3 separate regions of the Mus musculus genome follow, and all the other regions are linked to region 2. Evidence: chromatin contacts called from public Hi-C and HiChIP or PLAC-seq data. All regions are on one chromosome and are shown on one strand. Each heading gives the region's core, a stretch centred on a gene start, on an enhancer-like site or on the middle of the called end of the contact. The rest is flanking DNA. Distances are from core to core; before and after follow the strand shown.

The links. Hi-C and Micro-C count contacts between places; a contact is called where the count stands out from the background. HiChIP or PLAC-seq counts read pairs in DNA pulled down with a chosen protein or histone mark.
Region 1: a contact with region 2 is called in a Hi-C map of cerebellum, with 2.6 times the contacts expected there. The contact joins the enhancer-like site here to the promoter of Tead4 in region 2. A contact is called at or near these places in 7 of 484 Hi-C or Micro-C datasets (the HL-1 cell line, cerebellum, embryonic stem cells and 3 more) and 5 of 115 datasets of contacts at active chromatin or transcription factors (embryonic stem cells, extraembryonic endoderm stem cells, pancreatic cancer cells and 2 more).
Region 3: a contact with region 2 is called in an H3K27ac HiChIP or PLAC-seq map of trophoblast stem cells, with 18 read pairs. The contact joins the enhancer-like site here to the promoter of Tead4 in region 2. A contact is called at or near these places in 10 of 39 promoter capture datasets (the 3T3-L1 cell line, cranial neural crest, embryonic stem cells and 3 more), 6 of 484 Hi-C or Micro-C datasets (the HL-1 cell line, embryonic stem cells, nephron progenitors and 1 more), 8 of 115 datasets of contacts at active chromatin or transcription factors (embryonic stem cells, extraembryonic endoderm stem cells, pancreatic cancer cells and 2 more) and 2 of 9 other capture datasets (adipose tissue and liver).

The regions. Positions count from the first base shown.
Region 1 is chr6:128,089,170-128,093,631 of GRCm38.p6, reverse strand. It overlaps a transcript of Tspan9 not described here. Among named protein-coding and RNA genes, the nearest start is that of Gm52879, 10 kb to the left of the region's middle. Within about 2 kb of position 1,956, at least 59 of the 459 cell types and tissues checked have an H3K27ac peak or open chromatin away from gene starts, as enhancers often do. A contact at or near this core is called in cerebellum, embryonic stem cells, palatal mesenchyme and 1 more, where this site is marked.
Region 2 is chr6:128,298,749-128,303,832 of GRCm38.p6, reverse strand. It overlaps Tead4 (TEA domain family member 4), which reads left to right and starts at 3,020. Exons shown (of 12, transcript NM_011567.2): 1 at 3,020-3,538.
Region 3 is chr6:128,137,392-128,142,384 of GRCm38.p6, reverse strand. It overlaps a transcript of Tspan9 not described here. Among named protein-coding and RNA genes, the nearest start is that of Gm52879, 38 kb to the right of the region's middle. Within about 2 kb of position 1,489, at least 11 of the 459 cell types and tissues checked have an H3K27ac peak or open chromatin away from gene starts, as enhancers often do. A contact at or near this core is called in trophoblast stem cells, where this site is marked.

The DNA.
Region 1 (4,462 bases), core at 707-3,206, 210 kb after region 2:
TCCCCCCGCCCCAGTCCACAGGTTTATGGTTTCAGGCCTATTTTTGACCATAGAATCAAAGCTGACCCCCTCCCCATGGAGGAATTCTTGGCAGGAGTACGCAGATGGAAGAGGTATTTTGGGGCTCTGAGGGTTTATTCCGAAGCCCCTTCACCATCTGCCGATGACAGAGACTCTACCCACCATGCTCTCTTCCTCTGAGGCCTGTCCCCACCCCCCTTCTTCAGACCTAGCTGCCTCAACAGGCCCCTTCCACCAGGGTAGGGTTGAGGCAGTGACACCCGGTACTCAATTTACTTAAAAAGCCACGTGGCTGTTACAGGAAAAATTCCCTGCTGTGAAAGATTTGCTAGCACCCGGGCCAGATTGGAGAGCCTCCATTCCCCGTGTAGTCTCCAATCATAGCGCCCTTCTGTGGGAGGTCACACGGGAAACTTGGTATGGATTGGGGATCTTCATCTCTCATCTCAGTGCCAAAAAGGCCACTTGAGAGTATGTGGTTGGGGGGTAGCTTCGTGAGAATAACTTGCTGGAGAGGAGGGGAGAGGAGAGGAGGCAGAACTGAAGGCTACCTGCTGAGTATCTATCATGATAGAAGAGTGCCACTGGCCAGCCACCCTGGTCAGTTCACTGGCTCTGCAGTATAGAACTGTCCTGGGTTGTAGTTTCCTCAGCTACCAATGGCATTAACTCTGCCATTGTGAGAGGTGATCCTTGGAGCTACTCCCAAAAGGTGTCACATGAGGTTGGCCACCCTGACCTTGTTGGAGGTCAAGCTCCAGGCAAGTGCTTTCCTTTTTGTGCGAGCCAGTATTGACCTTGAGTCTCCATCCCCCATGCTGTGGCTAACCCAGAGCTAAACAAGTCACAGTGTTAAAAATAGCCTCACCCTCACTTACATGTCCAGCGTGCTGCTTCTGCGGCGTGGATGGGTGATAGACCGACACTGTCTTCCCAGTTACCAAGTTACCAGTTACTGACATCTTAGTGTAGGTTAATCTTGTAGATATTTTGGCCTCAGAAGGACCCATGTAATGATCCTTTGTTGTACCAATGGGGGCATGTTAAGGTTTTCGGGAGGAAGGAACTTACCAGGCATTTGACAGACATCAGGGGTGAACCGAAGCATGCGCTCAGATCACACTATGTCTGTCTTGCCTCTTGGATGGGCAATACAGCCCAGGGTTCCGGAGGGCCCACTGTTTCTCTCAGGATAGCTGCTTTAGAGTTGACAGTCGCTCAGGTTTCAAGGCCCACAAGCAAACTGGAAGCTAGATGGCCTTCTATAAGACAAGAAGGAAGGAGGCCTTGGGACAGTAGCAGCTAGAGCTCTTTTGAGTCCTCAGTCTTCCAAGGTTGGAAGTAGGGTCTCTGAGGTGTAGGCCGAACTATGAGGCCAGCTGCCTAACAGGAGGGCGACCGCTAGTGAACACGAAGAAGTAGAGAAGATGGATGGGTGAGCCAGTGACTGGTGCCCAGGGCGGAAGGATGAGGGAGGTGGTGTGTGACATGGAAGAGACAGTGATGCTGGCACAGATGGGGGAAGGAGGGGCTGCATGAAGACAAGTGCGCAGCCTGGGGGCCCCTGGCTGTGGCAAGTGACAGGAAGAACAGCTGAAAGGAACCAGAGGAGGAGAGGAGGAAAGGCCACCCAGGACAGTAGGCATGGTCAGGACTGACATCATGCTTTGCTGCCTGCCGATTCAGGCCAATCGCCATTCCAGCCTTTCTGCCCTTTCTCCTAAGCCCTTGGATGGACATCTGGCAGGTCTTCTGTTTTGTGAGGGTGTTGCACTTTTTTTTTTATCTGGCACTCACGACTCCTGTGTGGGTTCTACTTGTGGTCACCTAGTCTCAGTCTGGACTTGTTGGGGAGGGGGATATAGCCCCTGAGACTTCTTGGTGGCCTTGTTGTGGTGCCTGCTCTTCCATGTGCTGGCCACTAGATGGCAGCAGGAAACCTGTTGGTTTTTTCCAGCAGGTTGTTTTACTCAGTCTAGCTTTCCTGGCCATGTGGCCCTCTGCCTCAGTCTCAAATCACATTTGTCACAGGTTCTTAGATGGTTCTGAGGCAAGGCTGAGTGAGATGAAGCCGCATCAGTCTACTTTTGAGAAGTGGCTGTCTCAGGACACTGTCACAGGCTTGGAGGTGGCCTTTCAGCACCCTACCTGTGGCCAAACACCCTTTGTAGGGTGTTCCTGCTGTAGACTACACTCTAGCTGTGCGTTGCAGGGCTGTGTGGGGCCCAGAAGCAGAGAACTGGGCTCTGAGGAAACTGAGACTGCCCACCTCCACCTCAGCTTGGCAGCCTGTGTGGTTGGTGCCAGACATGGAGGGAGGGGTCATGCCTAGGGCAGGACTAGCCTGGGAAGAGCAGTGCTGTAAGATCAAGGACAGAGCTTTCCTGCAGCAGGGACATACAGCACTAGCAAACTCCCTGGAAGCTCAGCTTGAGTCCAGAAGTGGGCGGAGTCTGCCGATTTCATGGCCCATCTACTCCCAGCAACCCCTGGGTGTAGTCCCCCATCCCACAGCTGGTCATAGCCACGTGTAGCCTTAGATCTCTGCAGGGTAGTCCCACAGGATGCCAAGCCACACCCCATTTCAGGTTCAGTCTTCAGTGCTCTGAGTGTTGTTTCTGGGTCTGCAGTTTTTGTCTGGCGTCAGGGCTCATATGTCTTTCCTACAGTTTTGTGTCAAGGACTGGGCTGTCCTCTTGAGACCCATGGCGTGAACTGGAGTCTCAGAGAGGTCAAGGGTATTTTCAACGTTTCCAAGATAAAACGCTGAACTGGCCATTGATCCGGAGGCTGGGACATTTTTTATTCTTCCTGTAATGATCAGCTTTGCACGTGGCGGGGTTAGTGGGTGAAAGAGAAATTCTCCCAGGATGCCAGAAATGGGGACACGATCTGTCACCACCCCCACCTACTACCTCTAAGTACCCTATTAGTCTGTACCCCAAACATAGCCAGGGATGGGACCCTAGTTGTTCTATGGAGATACCAGGTGGCCCCAGCTGCCAGAGCCTTCCGCTGGTTAGTGATGCTATGTAGGCATCTGGTAGGGGATGAGAGTGTTTGGTGGTGTGCCTTGCACTTCTAACTGGCCTATCGAGCTAGTGTTGCTGCCCAGACCCTACCCATGGTAGTTGCTCTCTCTGGGACCCCATTCTAGGTGGCCTCCCCGTGTGGAAGCACTGTCCACGATGGGGGCAATGGTGGCATGACTTCATGTCAGTGCCCTCTGCTGGGTATTTTTGAGGTTCCAGGCTGGGGTGGGGGTCCTAGGTCCTTGTGTAGGCGTGCCTACTTTATCAGCGGTCCTCCATCTGTGTGACAGGCTCAGTAAGGAGGTCCTTGTACAGTCCTTTTCCCTACCAGTATACACCTTCGAATCCCAGGTTATGTCCTGACCTCCTGATGTCCTGGCTCCCAGCCCCTTCTTTTTGCTTCTCGGCTCTGCCTGCAGCCGGCTTTGTCACAGACACCTTCCACTGCCCTCCACAGGCTTTGTGCTGGTGTCTGTGTCCACCCAGGGCCTACCTGCATGTGGGGCTCAGCGGAGTACCGCCATGTGCTCCCATTTCAAAGGCTTCTGCTTCCCTCCCTCCCAGCCAGCCAGCCAGCCAGCTTGGCTGCGTTAGGCCTCCTTCCAAGCCTCCAACATCCTGCTTGGCTTGTGTCCCCCCAACTCCAGCTGCAGCTTCCCTGTTGTGCTTCTGGCAGAAGGCGTGCTGGTGTGTGTGTGTGTGTGTGTGTGTGTGTGTGTAGGGGGGGGGGTTCCTTCCCCTTGGCTTCTTTTCTCCCTATTACATCAGCTTACAGCCAAATACCCCTGGGGTCTGGTAAGGGAGGGTTTTTCATTAATTTTTTTTCCAATGGAAATAATTCCACTACTTGTCAGAGGGAGTTTTGCATGCATTTCCTTAGTGGGGTTGGCTTCCTACCCCCTTTTTTTCCCAGCCTCATAGATGTTCTTGAAGTGGGCAGCTTTCTTCCCTTAGCTGAGCTGGGCTGTGCTGGGCTGGTGAGGAGGGGAGTTTGGGTCTCTGAGCCCAACTTTAGGTATCTGGGTCCTGACTGTACTGCTCACTGGCTGTGTGACTTTCAGGATAGCGCTTGACCTCTCCAGGCCTCTCGGTCCTTCGTTTATCCTGTGTTGGTGGTGAAGGGTAGTTCTTGCTGGTTCTCTGGCTTCTGGCTTTGGTATTGTGATTGTATCGGATTGGCTCTTGTTCCAGGGTCTAGTGCTGCAAGAGGCCCCGGAGATCCACACCCTCTGTGCTCAGGAGGCGATGGAGCCTAGGGCTTGGCTAAGAGTGAGCAGGTCTCTAGCTGGTTCTTCCTGACCACGTCCGGGATCCCTGAGTGGGAAGAAGCCCTCTACCTCTGTTGTAGCCAGCAGACCTCCTCCTGGCCTCTCCCCTCTGTTCCTTCTTCTCTTTGCCTCCCTTTCTCC
Region 2 (5,084 bases), core at 1,771-4,270:
CATATGTTAACACTAATTAATATGGTTTTTAAGTTTGACTTGGGCCTAATCAACACAAATACCCTTCCCACATCAAACCCAGCTCTGACCACAACCATCTTGCCTCTGGCCTCCACACGCTTGTTGGATGGGAGCTGTCTGGAGCTCAAGGAAATGGGCAAGGCAGGGACCATGTGATGTAACTGGAGGGACTCTGTCTCTTACAGCTGGGATGTAAATAGCTAAAACGTTCCCAGCAGCAGATTCATTCCTGAGGGTCAGTGAACACAGGTCCTGTCCCTAAGCTTTACGAACACACCTGACTTCCTCTGTAAAGTCACTGTCTGGGGGAATGGATGGCTCACTGGTTATTGAGTGTGCTTGTAGAGGCCTGGGGATTGGCTCCCAGCACCCACCATCACTTGTAACTAGCTTCAGGGGATTTGACATCCTCTGGCCTAGTGCAGTACCTGTGTGCATGTAGGCATACACATATACACATCAATCAGAAAAAAAATCAGCCACCAGACCCTCAGATGGGTACACCCACTTGATTAGTTTTCTGTAGCAGGAGGTCTTCTGAGATCATCTTCATCTGCTCAGAAAATGGAATGCCCAAAGACCTAGAACTCTCTAGAAGCTTATAAGAGTACGAACCAGGAAGTGTGAAGGCACTTTACAGCTTGGACTCCCAATGGTCTTGAAGAGAAGCAAGCAAGCAAGCAAGCAAGCAAGCAAGCAAGCAAGCAAGCAAAGGGCTTTCCAATCATCCTTTTGTACCTGAAGGGCTATCCTCCCTTTTGAAACCACATTGTTATGGCCAGACTCCCCTTCCACATTATCCTAATTTCTGTAGTTTAAATTCATTAATTCTATCTATCTATCTATCTATCTATCTATCTATCTATCTATCTATCATCTATCTATCTATCTATCTATCTATCTATCTATCTATCTATCTATCTATCTTTTATTCTGTACTGTGTTCTGCCTGCATATGTACCTGCCCACCAGAAGAGGGCGCCATATACCATTATAGATGGTTGTGAATTATAATGTGGTTGCTGGGAATTGAACTCAGGACCTCTGGAAGAGCAGTCAGTGTTCTCAACCTCTGAGCCATCTCTCCAGCCCCTATATTTATTTTTGAGGCAGAGTTTTGCAACGTAGTCCAGGCTGGCCTCGAATGCTTGCTCTGCCTGCTTTAACTTTCTCTGGCCCTGGCCACAGCTGGCCAGAGTTCTTCCTTCAGTTGAGACGTGGCCAGCTATCCTGCTGTAAATGCTTTCTGTCTCAGCCTCAAAGACAATTTCTATCTGCAGATCACACATGACCTTATCTTCATTTCTGGATCCTGAGCCTCTATTCAGTCACAGGGTCACTTCTTGTATTTAGGACAGGACAGGGGTCTCCATATGCATGCAATACTGTCATCAGAGGGTCTAATGATAGAATCAAGAAAGTGAGTCCTGAGTCTGCGTGGCCTTGATGACGGCCACATCTTCAGTATAGCTTGTATGAGCCTCACAGTCTGGGGCTCACCTCTCTTAGTCTTTGGTTCATGCTGGTTTTCAGGTCCTGCTGTCGTTTCACATGTGGACCCCCACTGGTGTGTAGCACCTACTAGCTCTTATTTTCACACCAAACCTTCCTGAAACAGCGGTTGGTGAACTCAGGTTTCCATCAAGAGCTGGATCAAGGTCACCCCGCAGACCTGGTAGCAGAGACCTGTAATGGAATTCCAGCTATTCCTAAGGCTGAGGCCAGAGCAGCTGAGAGAGTTCAAGGTCAGCCTGATTAACTCAGTAGACTCAGTCTCAGAAACCAAAAGGAATCAAGGCTGGGGCCATAGCACACTGGTAGAGCATTGCCTAGCACACACAGGGAGTAGACATTAAACTGGGGAAAGTCACCCCAGTGCCTTGAATTAATTCTGTTGGTTTTGTTCTCAAATTCATGTGGATTTGCAATAATGAACTACTGTCTGGCTTCGACAGTGAACCTCTTGAAGGCAGGGGTCTGTTTCTGCACTGAGCTTGGTACCAGGTTCAATGAAGGAGTGTCCAATTAAGTGGTGGGACAGTCTGTACTTCACGCTCACAGATACGCTTGCTGCCTTGCAATGTTCTTTTCATGTGAATGGGATGTGACCAGGCTTTGTTATGACTCACCATTTAATAAGCTCACCAGAAGTTATACATCCAAATGAGGGCTGCATCCTTCAAAGTCCTCGCTTTGCGAGGCTGGATAGATACTCAGTCCCGTGGTGATGCTGGCATTTCCGTGGACTCTTTAGATCGCCTCTCTCGGTCACAACCCTGACATTTATAATACTTTCTTTCAGCGTCTCCCCGTGCTACCCTACCCTCATGTAGTATGTGTATCTCCATCTTGCGTTGTTAGCGTTGAGCAAACGATAAGATAATTCTGGAGATTTACTGCTGGCCCGAGTTTGTTTCACCAGCTCTGGCTGGGAGAGCCACACCAATAAAAGCTTAATGCTAGTGCTTCAGAGATTGTTTGATTTTGGGGAATAGTGAAGGCTTTTCTTTGATTTTAAGTTTCTCAAAGTGACAAGGTGAATGCGGGAGCTAGGTAGTAACTGATTTAAGCCAAATGGTTCTAAAGACTCGCAGCCCGAGCTCACGTGTTTCTCCTAAATTGATCTGGCACCCTTCTTTAAAACTCAGACTTCTAACTTCATGGCGACTCTGTCCTGTACCTTGGGTAACCAGCTAAGTTCCAGCTCTCTATGAACCACTGCTGGGACCTAATCTTTATTATTTCTCCCAGCATCCGGTAGACCCATGACTGGTCTCTCCTTTCCTGCTCTTTGAGAAGTGACAGTTCTGCAGATCCCAAGGGACAAGGAAAGAACTGAAAGACTGATGTTGGGGAGGGCTGGCGAGGGAAAGCGGTGGCGGATCTGGGAGCAGAGCCGGGAGTTCCTGCTTCCTGCTCCCGGAGCGAGTGTCCTCCGTAGCAGCCTCGGGGAAGGGAACAGCCCTTCCTGCTCCTGTCCGCGTACTCCAGGAGCGCAGCGAGGCGCGCCCCACCCCGGCGGAGGGGACGGTTTTCGGCTGGAGGTGGTGGAGAGACAGTTAGGACTCAACGCAACCCGGGGGTGTGGGGAGCTGGATGAGAGCGGGAAATCGGTAGATCAGAGTCAAGGGGTGTGGGTGCGAGCGGCGAGAGGCGCCGAGGGGTCCGCGGGGTTCCCGGGTGTCTCCGCCGTGTCCTGTCCCGTGGCCGCCCGCGGTTCCCGGGCTCCGCCCAGCCGTGGAGCCCAGCCTCTCTCTGGCCCGGTCTCCTCCCAAAGGTGCGGGTGGCAGCGCCACTCCCTCCGCTCCCTCCCCAGCCGCGCGCGTCTCATTCCAGCGCCCATTCCGTGCATTCCTGCCGGGCTCCTCTGCAAACTCCAGTCCCGGGGGTGGGGACCGGCCTCAGCTACGCGCTCGGGGCCCCGCAGCGGTCGCCGCGGCTGGAAGACTTGGCGCCCCGCGTGGACCTGCCGCAGCCGGCCGAGCTCTCCCACCCCGCCTCCCGAACCCTGGGACCGGTAAGGCTGCTGAGTTCGGAGGACACCCGCGTCCCGCGTGGTCCCGGGCAACACTAGGGGGCCAGTGGGGCACGTGCGGGCGGTGGAGTCTAGGGGCTGGACAGAGCAGGGTCGCTCGGCTGAAGTTGAGACTAACGAGCCTCAGCCAGGCCCTTTTCTACTTTTCTGCCTGGAGAAGAGAGCCCATAAGGGAGGTGTATTGCCTGGACCTTGTGCAGAGGTCCCCAGGGTTTGAGACGCCGTTGCTCCCCACGGTGAGAAGTGATGGGAGTGATGGACCGGAGTTCCCAAACTCCAAGGCACTATACTCTAGCAGGCAGCCCAGGGGCGCGCGCCGCGGTGCACACACGTGTCAGGGGGCTCCAGGCACACCCACACTCCGTCCGATTCAGTGAGTGAGTTCAAAGATAGGTATTACTGCGCCAGCATCCTTAAGTTTTGGGTGTTCCCGAGGAAGAGATATCTGTGCGCAGTGACTCACCTTGCTTCCAGGAGGAGGATTTGTTTGTGCTAAACGCGACCCTGTGTGCATCGCTACTTGAAGAAGGTGCTTGTCTGAAATCCCGAGTGTCGGAGTGGGCGTGGGTGTGCGATGCCTCCTCTCCAGGACTCTCCTCTCCAAGTCCTCGCTCTGAGGATGTTGGTTCTGGCTCTGACTTCTTCCTGAAGAACCGCGGCAGGGGACAATGTCTCCAAGTTCTTTGTGTTCAGGGAGAATTTGACAGTAGTAGTTGGAGGTGCCCCTCTTGCCATCCCTGCTGGGTTGAGCATTGCTGGCAGGAAGCTGCCTACACCTGCCCCCTTCCAGGCAGCTGTCTCTGTGAGGGAGTGTGGATCCTGTTCTGGCAAAATCCTTAGGGAACTGCTGGTAGGCTAAGCAAAGCTGAGATCTTTGTTTGCCCTTAGGGGCTAGGATGGTCATGTTTATGGGGGTGGACCCCCTAAAAGGAGAAGAGCTTGTTAGGTTGTTTCCTTTTGAGACAGAAGTTTCCTGCAGTTTAGGCTGGCATGATACGTCCACCTTAGTAAGAGGTGGCTTTCATTCTCCTGCCACTTTTTTTTTTTTTCCTGAGACAGAAGCAAAAGACCAAGGAGGCCTTGAACTCACAGCAGTCTCACCTCAGCCTTCTAAGTGCTGGGATGACAGGTCGGATTTACCAGGCTTAGTTGACCACTTTGGATACTATTTGTTGAGTGGTTGGTAGTGTTTCTAAGTTGTCTTCAAGGACAGGGGAGTCAGTGCTACCTGTGGGAACCTTGAAGCAATGAGGGGGAGACAATCTCTCATTCCTCAATAGCCAGGGTCTTGCTCTGGAACCCAGACTGGGTCCAAACTGGATGATCCTCTGCCTCAGTTTCCCCCTCGTTCTTCACAGTTAGCTAGGCTACCTTGTTTCTGTGGGGAAACGTGAGTGGTCCCTATAGGGAATGCTTTAGTGACAGCTGGGAAGGGGAGGCAGCCTCGGACTTGGTAGCTGAGGCCAGGATATTGACAGGAGAGTGGTGTGAGAGTCACAGACAGACTTGGCACCAGTGTTCTCGCTCA
Region 3 (4,993 bases), core at 240-2,739, 160 kb after region 2:
ACAACACTTCCTATATCAGCCTGGTCCTGGTGCTTGATGTGGCTGAGTCTAGAGTTGGTGGGTGGGGTGAGAGAGGGAAGGACATTGGGGTATGTACAACTCCAAGTGTTACTCAGTTCTTTTAGTTGAAGACCCACTGTGCACAAGGCCAGGAACAATGGGAGTGCTTCAGAATGGTCTGCTGTTGTCTTTTCTTCTATTTGGTCTGCTTGGGAGGGCTCTTGAACTCTGCGAGCAGAGATGTAATATTAATACTAACAACTAGTGTTCATGTGGTAATTTATGGTAAGCCAAATGCATTTGCCACACATACGCTGGATTTACTGTTAATGATCTATACTTGTCCTTGGGGTCTTACTTTTACCCGCCTTCTTGGTTAGGGAGATGGCACTAGAATAAATTATCTTTAATGCTACAAAGCTTACTGAGAGAGAAGTAGGGCTGGATCTGGAAGCTTCGTAGAGCATCTGTCTGTCTCCATCTTTACTGAGCCTATCTGCTCCCTCCCTTCCGCCACGTGTGAAGCCTTGGGCAAGTTTCTGTCCATCCCTGCTCCCCATTTTGGAGGACCAGGATGAAAGTCTCCAGGGCCTCCAGTAGCACCTAAACTAACAGTGTAACATGATCTCAGCACCCAGTCAATTTATACGTTACATCTTTTTATTCATTTTAAGTTAGCATACAAAGTAACAGGTTCCATTATGACATTTTTGTATTTTTTTTTTGAGCCTTCTCCCTCTCCTCTTCCCCCTTCTCTCTGCCTCCCCCTCTCTATATATATATTTTAAAATTTTAGGTCATGTGTGTATTATAAGTATGTGCATGTGTTTGCATGTGTAGGTAGAGTCTAGAGGTCTATACTGGGTGTTTTCTTCAATTATTCTTCATCTTTTATTATATCTTATATATTATATACATATTATCCATATATAACATATACATATATATAAATATGAGATAGGGTCTCTCACTATGTATGTGTGTGTGTGTGTATACACACACACACACACACACACACACACACACACATATATATATCACTGGCTGGCCTGAACTTATATGTTAACCAGGCTGGACTTGAACTCACAGAGCTCTGTCTGCCTCTGCCTTCTAAGTACAATTTATAAGGGTACCTTCCCTCGGCCTTTCTGCTCTCTGTGTGAGTGTAGTGTCTTCATCTCTTGATGTGTGTATGTATGTATGTATGTATGTATGTATGTATGTATGTATCTACCTTAAGCTTACTCTGAGCTTCTCCATAGGCATTTGGGAGAAGCAGCCTGCTTTGCTGGTACACAACATGGTGGCGGTGTCGTGGGCTGGTTTACAGGGTGTTCTCCCTGACTCTGTGACCCCAGTGCACCTGGTCTTAGGAAGGAGGGATTGAGGTCAGGCCTTGGGCGACAGCTTTCACCCCTGCTGGCCTAAGCTTCCTGCTTACACAAGGCGGACAACAATACAATGTTTCCAGGGCTGTGGGAAGGAGCCCTGACTGTGGGGAGAAGCTTGTAGCTCAGGGCCTCATACACAGCAGGTGTGCAGTGAGTGGAGGTTGTTATTTATAACCTAGCCGGGTGGCTAGACTCACATGCTGGGAACATGAGGACAAGGCTTCTCTTCTCCCACTGAGGCCCAGGAGTGCTGCGGTGATCATCTGTGCTGACTAAGGAGTGGATGTTACCCAGGTACACTCACCTTCTTTTCTCTTCTACTCTAGGCCTTCCAGGAACCCACAGGTCCTGCCAGACTGGTCCTCCAAACATGCTTTGGTCACTTCTTTTTAGCCCCAGAGTTTATTCTGTTCCACCTTCCAGAGTGTCCTTCTGATGTCTATCTTTCTGCCCTCCAAGACTCTATTCAGTTGGAGCTCTTTTCAGGGCCCTTCTGAGTCACCTTCAGTGAACCTTTGCTTTGGAACTCCCGTGACATTTCGTGTCTTTACCTGTCTTTTGCTAGGTAATTCCCTAGTGAATTTCATCCCCTCCCTACTATCATCAGCATCACCACCACTTTCTTCCTCCCCCCTCCTTCTCCTTCTTCCTCCTCCTCCTGTTCTTGTTCTTTCTTCTTCTTCTTCTTCTTCTTCTTCTTCTTCTTCTTCTTCTTCTTCTTCTTCTTCTTCTTCTTCTTCTTCTTCTTCTTCTTCTTCTTCCCCTTCCCCTTCCTCTTCCTCTTCCTCTTCTTCCTCCTCCTCCTCTTGTTCTTGTTCTTTCTTCTTCTTCTTGTCCTTGTTCTTTCTTCTTGTTCTTGTTGTTCTTGTTGTTCTTCTTCTTCTTCTTCTTCTTCTTCTTCTTCTTCTTCTTGTCTTTTTTATTTTCTTTGAGACAAGGTCTTGCTATATAGTCGAGGATGGCCTTGAACTTGTGATCTTTCTACCCCTGCTTCCAGAGTCCTGGGATTACATGCATTTACCAACATGCCTTGCATCCTTATTAAATTTTTGTGCTATCTTCTGATGATATAGAAATAAATAAAAATGATCGAAGTTGCTAGGCATGATGCATATAATCCCAGCACTCTGAGGCTGAGGCAGGAGGATCGGAAGGTTAAGGCCATCCTTAGCTACCTCCTGAATTTGAAGCCAGCTGGGCTGAATGAGACCCTGTCAAAAAGAACAAAAACACACCAAAAGCGGGTTCTTGTTTTCCTTGGACATATGATTCAGTCAAGAAGTTAGGATGGGGTTCACAAAAATCACAGTTTAAAGTATAAAGTGAGATAGGGGGCTGTCTGCCATAGTTCCAGGTATTTGGGAGGCTGAGGCCAATTCTGGACAGCATGGTTGGTGAGTCCTTCTGAGAGCAGAATGTTGTGGGAAATCTAAGTTTCAGTAGTCACCCTGATTGAGGAGGTATACTTCAGGCAGCTGGAGGGGAGACACCAACTTCAAAGGGGCCTGGTTTCATGGGAGAAGGGAGGAGCAGCCTGAGGACAGATGAGAGACAGCTCTGAAGGGCCAATGAAGACACCAGGCAGGTGGATGAGGTACACTGTAGCTGGCTCCAGTTGTCCAGCCAGGGATGAATTCCATCCATCTCTCCCTCCATGAGAAATGGAGTGCCTGCTATGTGCAGGCATGGGTTGGCGAGCCTTGGGAGGTCCTGGGATACTTGTGGTTTTGGCATGAGGGTCACAGAAGCAGGTCTGGGCTCAAGGAAGTGATTGATGGATGGAAACCATGGTGAGTGGCTGGGACCTGCCAGGAGTGGTAAAGACCTAGAGAGACTTTAGGAGCAAGACCACCTGTGGGGGCTGGGGTGTGGCCGGGTGGTAGAACACATCTCTAGCATGTGTGAGGCCCTTGGTTCCATCCTTACCATTACAAAACAAACAAACCCCAACCAACCAACCAACCAACCAACCAAATAACAAACAAACAAACAAACAAACACACCAAAAACCAAACCAAACCAAAATGGATGTGAATTTGTCACTGGTGAGGAGCCAGCCAGCCAGTTCCAGGCTGTAGTCCTCATCAGCTCAAGGAGATTCCCTGATCCTTTAGGAACCTCAGCTCAGGCCAAACCAGGGGTTGTGGCTTCAGCATAGAGAAGAATTTCAGGACTGAGCAGTATGAAGCAGAATTGGAGATTTTATGGAAGGTATTTTAATATAGACTAAAAGCACAGGGGTGAGCAGGGAGAGAGGTGCTTAGAGAGAAAGCCACTGAGTATGTGCTCATCAGAGGAGATTGTGGGAATGGGCTTTTCAGAGAGTATCATGGTTAGTTATCTTAGCATTAGCCATATGTGCAATTTTGATGGCTGTCAATTTATATTTTAAAAGCTTGCTTAGATCCCCCTTACCCCCATTTAAATTAGAAAGAATTAAAGTAAAACATTAGTTTATTTTGTTTATGTTTATGGATGTGGGCATGTGTATATCTCTGAGTGTGAAGTCAGAGGACAGCTAGGGGAGTCCACTCGCTACTTGTGTCATATGGGTTCCTGGGGATTGAACTCAGGTCATCAGGACCTTATCCTCAACCGTCTCCCTAGCCCTTCTGTCTGTCCTGATGTGAGGTTATAGGGTGGCTCTGGGGAAGCCTCGGATGGAATGATAATAAGATCGGGTAAAATCAAGAGCCAGCAAAGTTGCACAAGGAGTTTAATTAGTACATGTCCTTTCCCTGCAAATAAGCTTTCTGGTCAGGTTCCTAGAAACTTGCAGACACATCTGGGGCTAGGGAAAGCCTCAAGCAGTTGTCACCGGCTCTGAAACTTGCTTCTCTGCTATGAGAGGTTTGAATCAGAATCTTGGTGAGGGGCTGCTCTCCCTTCTCATGTCCCTGTGATTTTCTCTGTCTTTCTGTCTTGCCTAACATTGCTTGGCAGGAGCTTGGAGAGATGGCGTAACTGTTGAGTGCTTGCTACTCCTCCAGAGGATCTCTTTCTGGTTTCTAGCTCCAGTACCCACATCAGGTGGCTGACAGCACCAGAGGATCCAGCATCCTCTTCTGGCCTCTGCGCGCACACACACACACACACACACACACACACACACACATACACACACACATACACACACACACACACACACATATACACACACCACATATACATACCACACACACACACACACATACACACCACACACACGCCACACACACACACACACACACACCACACGACACAATATACACACACCACACACACACACACATCACACACTATATTACTACACACATCCACATACACCACACACCACATACACCACATACCACACACTACACACACCACAACATACACATCACACACACACACACACACAAACACACACACAGAAACACACACACACCTTCCCATAAAGACAAACATATGTAAATATATGCATAAACCTTAAAAAGAGTTGATCGGATTGGGTCATGAAAGAAGCATGCCTGAGAATTGGCACTGGATCTGAGTGAGGTCTGATTGCTACACTGTTTCCAAAGGGTTTCATTTTTCTGACTAGTTTCTGAGTATCTTTAGGATGTGGCTTCCCATAGCCTCTG